3 separate regions of the Zea mays genome follow, and regions 1 and 2 are each linked to region 3. The links are chromatin contacts, called in public Hi-C maps. All regions are on one chromosome and are shown on one strand. Each heading gives the region's core, a stretch centred on a gene start, on an enhancer-like site or on the middle of the called end of the contact. The rest is flanking DNA. Distances are from core to core; before and after follow the strand shown. Region 1 holds the start of LOC103632711 (monoacylglycerol lipase). Region 2 holds the start of LOC100193535 (Annexin D5). Region 3 holds the start of LOC100280930.

Region 1 (2,700 bases), core at 162-2,661, 340 kb before region 3:
TCATGGATTAAACTGGTAACCATTTCATCATTCATGTACAGTTCAAGATAATATGCCTCCTGTAGGTTGAAGGTTTCCAAAACATATAACACATGTAGGTCTTGATATCTAGAACATGCATACGTGTAGGCAACATGGCCTTGGTATTTGTAAATCAAGTCTACTTTGCTAGTGCATTCTTGTATCCATATCATCACTTGAAAAGGTACCAACAATGCACAATTCAAAGAAGAGCTGATACTAATCAAATCATCTAGGAAACTAGGATTCTTTCGATCATTACCAAATACCAATACAAACATGCAAAGAAATCTTCTAACCATTAGGTGTGAAGTGGGTCCAATAGAATACAGTCCCCAACAACATTTCCTTGTAGTAACCCCACTTTTGCATGATCTAATCCTAAAGAAGCTCCAGAAGAGACATGCAAGCTTCCGGCCCCAGTAGAACATAACATCGACATGTTTTCCAATCCCCTTCACTACAAGACAAACTGATTCCCCTAATGCAAACAGCAACAACAAAAAACAAAAGGATTTTAATCATGCACCTGCTCGATGCTACAAACACGGCAACACCACCAAACCATCTAACAGATCAATCCCGCCAAAATAACACGGTCCTAAATTATCTCAACATGTCAGGTTTGAATACCCAACCGCTCGATTTCATCACGTTCCAACACAGCTCGCACTTATATGATTCAAAAAAAGGAAGTCGCGGGTTAGTGGGGTAGGGCAGATGTGAATACTTGAGGCGATCGTCGGCGGCCGGAGTCCACGATTGCGTGAAGAGCGCGTCGCCCCTGGCGGTCTCGAACACGGCGAAATCCCTTCTGCTGCTCCTCCTCCTCGTCCCCGCCTCGTTCGCCTCCTCCTCGGCCTCCTCTCGCAGTCTCCGGATCGCCAGCTCCCGCCTCACCGTCGCGTCCATCTCCACCGCCGTCTTCTTCCCCGTGTCCCCTTCCACCACCACCACGTCCTCCTCCTCCCCCTCCCCTTCAGCAGCCGCAGAGGCCATCTCCGGAGCGGGCCGTGGTACCGCGAGACAGAGCCGCCGCCGCGGCTGATCCTGCGGCCGCGCAGCGGCAGGCAGCGTGACTAGGACGCGGACCACCGCCGTCCTCGACGGCCGGAGCGAGGGGAATGCCCCTGTCGGCGACGCCGCGGGTGGGGCCCACATGTCAGCGAGGCGCCGACTAGGCCGGAGGAGGGGGAGAAATGGAACTTTGGAAGCACGGAATGGGACAAGGGACAGGGCAAGGGATCTCGGAATAGAAGCTTCCCCGATGATGGTTATATAAGAAAGAAATCTCCCATCAATTCTTTCGCGCGGCCGTTATTATGCTCCCCCGAATTTTTTTATATAGACACACACGGAAAAAAATTTGGAATCCCTCACCCTCAACAGCGAGAAATTTGTGATTTTGCCACTCTCAATTTTGGTTGTCTGTTATTATGTCATCCCGTGTCTATGACTGGTGGGACCATCTGTGTCTATGATTTGTGGGTCCGATGGCATACTGGCGAAGCCCATAAATCATAATGGCAAAATTGCCAATGTCTCCCTCAACAGCGCTGGCCTAACCCAGGACGCGCGTCGACGTGAGTTTGACACGTAGGTCCAAGTGCGGGAGTTGAAGCGTCTTTGTTGGATGTCAGTGTATGTAGGTCAAAGTTCACCATCTCGTTTAAAACCCATATCTCGCTTATCCCCGAGAACAAGACACAGACGAAAACCGTCCAAAAGCCGCTAAACTCCAACGATTTGTAATTTTAATTTGAAAAACGGTTTTCAATGTTCTTGAGCGGTTTTCGGTAAAAACATGCTTGAGTTCGGATTAATGGTTCTAAAAGAACTCAATTTTCTGACACCAAAAGATAAATTTTTGAACAACAAATATATTTCTGAACTCCTTGAGCCCTCTATTTTTTATAAAAAAATTCATAATTTTTTATCAAGATTTTTTCAAATGAAATTAATGAAAAAAATCGTCAGAAACCAAAACCGTCTATCTACGGGAACGGGAAATATGGACGGAGATTTCCCGCACGAGATATCTAACCTTGATGTAGATGGACTTGAAAAGGGTATGTGCGGCAGTTTTCTTGGCATTGTATTTGCATGTGTCGTGGTTTTAGTGGAAGCGTAGTGGGCGAACATTGATGGCTAGTTTGGTGGACAGGTAAATAGAGGGGATCCATGGGTTGATTCAAACCCATGGACCCCCTTCATTTTCATGTCCACCAAACCAGTCCTAATGGTCCATTGGTTGCTGAAGGCTGCGTTTAGATGAGATACAAATCGAAATCTAGATTCTATATTATCTAGATTATACATTATCCCTATCTAGTTTGTTTGGATTGTAGATATTTGGAGCTTTATGTTCAACTTGTATTCCCTCATTGCCCCTACCTTATCTGATGTTGTTTGTGTTTCTCTGCAGAGTTCGATGCCATTTGTTCTAGTTAGTCTGGCCCATTCACTCTGGCACCAATCTCTGAAGTCCTTTGCCTTTACATAATGACACTTGTTAGAACTTTGATTGTGATGATAATCTTTAAAGAATGTGAGTAAAAGATTGTAGCTATACCAGTCTGCTATTTGTAGCCTCTCCTTTACCTTTGCCAGATTGGTTGGCAGTGGCAGAAGAAAATCGGTTGGCAATAGTAGAAGAAATTGGCAATCTGCATGGCTAAG
Region 2 (2,700 bases), core at 137-2,636, 260 kb before region 3:
GTATTTTCCCTAGTTTCAACCTCGTGCGATGGAAAATTTGTGACGATAGATTTATTGAATGCACACACTAGCCTCTTATAATGATTTTGCATAACCCTATGATGTGTTGCATTTGTTCTCGCTGCTCGTCTATGTAAGCTTTAAGAGATTGGATTTCATTTGTCTCACTTACCTTGGGGGCAGCTGTAGCAGGTCGGACGGTCTACAACCAAGGGCTAGACGGTCGGCGGCCTGGCGCAGAGGTGAGAGTTCCCTGCTGACGAGCCGGACGGTCCGCGCGTGCACAGGGGCGGCGGCGTTCGCCAACAGCACCTGGATCTCGCTCCTGGGTGGAATCCCGTCGTGGAGGAGAGATTCTAGGGTTTGTGTTGGGATCGGCAGGCTACCCAAGACGTCTCTATAGGACGTAGAGCCGAAAATAGGTGAAGATTAGAGAGAGGAAGCTACGTTACTGTCTACTCCTACGGCAAAAGGTAAAGAACGGAAGATATATTGATTGTAGTTCTATTGTTGGTCATCGCAATCGGCTGTACCCCTTCATATATATAGGAGGAGGTATGTACCTGTTCCTAAGCGTCTCCCAACAGCAACCGCGGGTTTAGAGGGATAAACATGCGCGAAAAGGGATTAGTTACGCCTGATATGATCTAATTGCGGACCGTTCAGTCCTCTGGGCCGAACCGTCCGGCTGTGCCCAGTGGCACAAATGGTGCTCAACACATGCATCCCTGCCTTTTGGAGAAACTGAGCGAACCAAAAGCACTGGTGCAGGCTGGAATCAACTCGATGTGACAACATCAGTTTTAACATCTTGCCACAAATTAAGATGATATTGCTTTAGGAAACAACCATTCAACACCTTGTGCAAGCCTTTACCTTGCGATGTTTGCAACATGTAGGCGTTACGAGTTATTACCTGTGCAATATTTTAAGGACCTTCCCAACTTGACCGTCCACGCTTAAGGCCGGACCGTCCGGTCCTCAGGTCGGATCTTTCGGTCGTGTATAGTACCACAAATGATGCTTAATATTTAAAAATAATATATGACTTATTTTGACAAACATTTCTAACTGGACTAACTCTATTTTACAAGTTCATGACCTGTTTTGAAAGAGCTATCCATTCTAACAAATTAATTTACAGCAGAGAAACTGAAATGATGGGAGAGGAAAGCGGCAGAGCATGGTATGCACAAAACGTTTGCCTCCAACTATAAACGCGGCAACCCGAGAGGCCGCGACTGCCGAGGCAGGGTCTGGGGCCGGTCAGTGTTGTGCCGCCCGTTGAAACCACCACGTAACGTCTCGGACGGCTAGACGCGGTCCACGCTAGCTCCTTGCTATCTCCGTCCTACTCCTCCTCATACTTTACCGCAAAGCGCGCACCACGAATTGCACCTACCCATTTCGCTAATCTCCCTCCACGAGCCGACCAAATCGAATCGAATCGCGCGCAGCGCGCCCGCGCAGCGATTGCCGGCGATGGCGAGCCTCACCCTGCCGCCGGCGCCCCCCAACCCACGGCAGGACGCCATCGACCTCCAAAAGGCCTTCAAAGGTCCGCTACGCCACTAATTTCCCCTCGGCTTCTCGCCCAAATTACGGCTGCCCCACAATTCGTCGGGGTCAGCCGCGCCGTTGTTGTTTGATTCTCGTTTTCGGTCAGATACTGTGGCTGAATGGACAGGAGATTATTCTATGGGGCCGGAAACCGTCGTTGCTATTTGGTTGCCTGGCGGTTACCTTGATTTTCTGCGCATGCGAGTTTGGGGGGTGCGTCGAGGAGCTAGACGATGCTACAACAATTCCCTATTCCAGGGGGGGGGCTAGCTGGACTGGGTTCAGATTGCAGATGGGAAGGTGGTCGAGGAGGGTTATTGTTATTAGAGGCTTATATAGGCCATTGGAAATTTCCTGTGGTTGCTAGGTCAGTAATTGGGTAGCGATTGATCTGGATACAGTGATGGAAATTACGGTGATTATGACATCTTTTGTTTTATCTGACTATAATTTGGGGTCAAGCATGTAGTGGAGTAATACAAGGGAAACTCACCTGCAATTCTGGACGGTGTAGGTGCTATAGATTCCACATGTGTACCTGATAACTAAATTAGTGTACAGTGAACCGAGGGAAATGCATGGGTAACTATAAGTTTCACATACGGTGACTGAGGAAAATGTATAATAACTGTAAGGTACACACATATATATTAGAATTTATTTTTAATGAAAGTATGGTGGTCTTTTGTATGCTCTAACATGTGTGATTAAAGAATTCTGTGGTTAGCTGATATGCAAGTTGATGCATTTGTTAATTATTTTATTGTTTGGTTTATTTCTATTTTGTTACGCATTTCCTTTCCATAAACATTCCAATTTGCTCACAATACCTTAAGAGTGCTGTGCACCAACTGCCATAAAAAGGCCAAAAGACAGGTCAACTGCTTCTAGCCTTCCAGGAACTTATTAATAATCCCTCTGCTTTTTTTATTTAGTGTTTCTGACTTTTCATGGCTTAGATATGCGACTTTGACCATTACTTGTAACTTTATATCACTAAAATGTTGTAATTCTATATGTGTTTCTTGGGATGGTCTGTAACTATTAATTCAATGTGTTTTTTTTCTTGTATTTTTATCACAAAACAATTTATGATCTGATATTTTTCATCAACAAAATTGAAAATTGTTGTTCAGAGTG
Region 3 (2,700 bases), core at 60-2,559:
TCACAAGGCTCTCCTGCGAATGCGATGATGGAGGTGAATTCGTTCGGAGCCCAGAGTTTCGGAGATGGTTGGTTGGCAATGGCCGAAGTGCTAGCGCGCGTACCTGGAGATGGCTCTTGACGTGGGCTAGGGTCAGATCCTTCACGTCCATGAGCTCCAGCACCGACTTGGGCGTAGCCCCTGCAGGCGAGGGAGAGGGAGATATATTTATTTTGAGAACAGGGATCGGAGGACGGGGATCGGAGGTGTAATTCAGCCGTGGTTGCTGTTGTTCGGGGGCCGGGGGGCACGCACTCTCGTGGCCTCCGAGGAGCTCGACGGCGTGGACGAAGCGGGCGTGGAGCGTGCTCGTCCACCGCATGCGCGGCGCGCGCATGCTGCGCTTGGCGGGGAGCTTGGGCATGAACCGGGAGCCCAGGCCGAACGGCTGCGCGCCGTGGAGGTGGTGGTGGTGGTGGTGGTGCCCGCCGACGATGCCGCCCAGTCCGCCGACGCCGCCAGCGCCGTAGCCGCGGAGGGTGTCGGTGAGCATGCCGTTGAGCCGGCCCGATGCCGACAGCATCCGGTGGTGGTGATGCGCGGCCGGGGACAGGAACGCCGCCGACGCTGGGTCCAGCAGCGGGGACGGCGGCGTGCCCGGCGCGAGCGGCGACGGCGACGGCGACGTGGAGCCGAGCGACGAGGGCCACGTGCTCGGGTGGTACGAGCCGTAGAACCCGAGCTTCTGCTGCTGCTGGTGGTGGTGGAGGGGGGCGCCGTCGGCCCCGGAGGCCGGCGGAAGGAACGGGAAGCCCCCCGGGCCGTTGTAGATAGGTATCCCTCGGATTGGCAGCGCCACCGACGCTCCCCCTCCTGCGCCGGCGCCGGCGCCTAGCCCGCCCCCGCCGTCCAGCGGCTGAAGCATCGGCATGGCGGGCATCAGCGTGGCGCCCGCCGACGTGGTGGCCGCGGAGGACGCGGCCGCCGCCGACGGCCGGTGTCGCCACGGCAGCGCGTCCGCGTGCTCCTGCTCGACCGGCGGCGACAGGGACAGCTCCGTGGACGCTGTGGACCCGTTCAGCCTCCGCCACGGGTCTCCCCCGGCGCCTCCTCCTCCTCCCGTTCCTCCCCCCACGGCGGCGCGCCTGCCGGACGGGCCGGACCCCGCCGCGCTGCTAGGCAGGCTGATGTGCAGCGACAGGTCCGGCGACGCGGCCGAGCTCGCCTCCATCGCCCGCCGTCTACCTTCGGCTGACGCCCCTCTCTCCTGATCGCACGACGCTTGCAGTTCCCACCCCGCGGTCTCTCCTCTCTTCATGCCCGGCTAGCTTGGAGGAGGGCTCATGCGATTGATGGATATATACAAGAGGAGGAAGAGAAGGTTCTTGGTGTTGTGTGGAAGAGGGGGGGGCTCTCTTCTCTCGTTTGTGCTTCTGCTTTGGCCTTGGTGGGTGTCTGTGTCTCCAGTACTGGAGTTACTCTCTCCTCTCTTTCTCTCTCTTGTCAAGAAGATGACTGTGAGAGGCAACCAGGGATGAACTGGTCTCTTGTGCTGTTCCTCCTTATTGCTACTAGTATCATAAAAAGTTAGAGAGAGAGAGAGAGAGAGGGAAATAAAGGAGGAGGTAGCTAGGAAGCAAAGAAGGGGGGAAAAGAGAGAGAGAATATGAGATTATCTTGTTGTTAAGGAGGGGCAGGCATCACCATGTATGAGAAAATGACACTTAGGAGGCCATTGGAGTCAAAGGAACCATTGCTTTTGTCTCCACACCTGCATCTGGCCTCCTCACACAATAAAGACTGGACTGATAATTGTATACTATAGAAAAAAAATCGTACCTCCTGGAATTAAAAATCTGTGTTCATGTCCATGTAGGTATGTGTACTACTCCTGCTCCATATTGATATTGTAGGAGAAGACTGCATCTGATTTTTTTTCCCCTGTTTTGTTTTGCATGAGACGACTGACTGATGATGATCTGATTATTTTTTGGGGGACGAAAAGGCTGTCTGAGCTCGTGCGCCTGCTGGGATGCTTTATTTTTCCCCCCACGCCCCAGGGCTTGGGTTCCCCTTCCTCTTTCTCTCCCCACCCCTTGCTCTGTGGAGCAGTGCACCCTTTTTTTATGGGGGAGGGGCGGCCGGCCGGCCGGCCGGGGGTCGGGGGAGGACTGGAGGAGCAAGGCAAGGCAGGCAGACTTCTTCTCTCCCCAGTACTGCTTTCAGATTGGATGTATGTGTGTGTGTTGCAGTGGAGGGGAGAGGAGGAGAGCTCTAGGCCGGGCTCTCAGGCTCTTCAGTGACCAGCAGGTCCACATTCTGCAGTCACACCACCCGGCCTCTCTCATCAATTTGCAGTGCAGTCCCATAGTAAGCGAGTACTTTGTGTTTGTGCAAAGCGGTGAGTTTCCTGCCAGCTGCATGTGTCAAGGTGTGTGTGTGTGCTCCTGTCCTGGCTTCCCCCCTTCCTGTGTCCTGCTGCATGCTGCCCTGGCTGCCTGCCTTTTTCACTCGACGCATCGTCCTCTGCACGCTCTTTGCCACCACCACCACCACCCACGTCGACCTTTCTTCTTTCACGCTCGATACAACGCAATGCCGTTAAACCACTGCATCATCAAACAAAAATGCTTACACAAGCGGGTTTTGTGGGCATCGACCGTGGTGGTTGGAGAGAAGAATGTGTTTACGTTCCTCTACTTATTAAATGTAGTAGTAGTA

The links. A called contact is a pair of places that touch in the nucleus more often than the background predicts.
Region 1: a Hi-C map of tassel shows a contact between it and region 3, with 2.0 times the contacts expected there. The contact joins the promoter of LOC103632711 here to the promoter of LOC100280930 in region 3. A contact is called at or near these places in 3 of 25 Hi-C or Micro-C datasets (bundle sheath, ear and tassel).
Region 2: a Hi-C map of tassel shows a contact between it and region 3, with 3 times the contacts expected there. The contact joins the promoter of LOC100193535 here to the promoter of LOC100280930 in region 3. A contact is called at or near these places in 2 of 25 Hi-C or Micro-C datasets (ear and tassel).

The regions. Positions count from the first base shown.
Region 1 is chr7:111,576,846-111,579,545 of Zm-B73-REFERENCE-NAM-5.0, forward strand. It overlaps LOC103632711 (monoacylglycerol lipase), which reads right to left and starts at 1,412. Exons shown (of 7, transcript XM_008654456.4): 1 at 752-1,412. The coding sequence starts at 1,182.
Region 2 is chr7:111,654,396-111,657,095 of Zm-B73-REFERENCE-NAM-5.0, forward strand. LOC100193535 (Annexin D5) reads left to right here and starts at 1,387. Exons shown (of 7, transcript NM_001138646.2): 1 at 1,387-1,558. The coding sequence starts at 1,483.
Region 3 is chr7:111,916,937-111,919,636 of Zm-B73-REFERENCE-NAM-5.0, forward strand. LOC100280930 reads right to left here and starts at 1,310. Exons shown (of 6, transcript NM_001366637.1): 1 at 295-1,310; 2 at 104-180. The coding sequence starts at 1,297.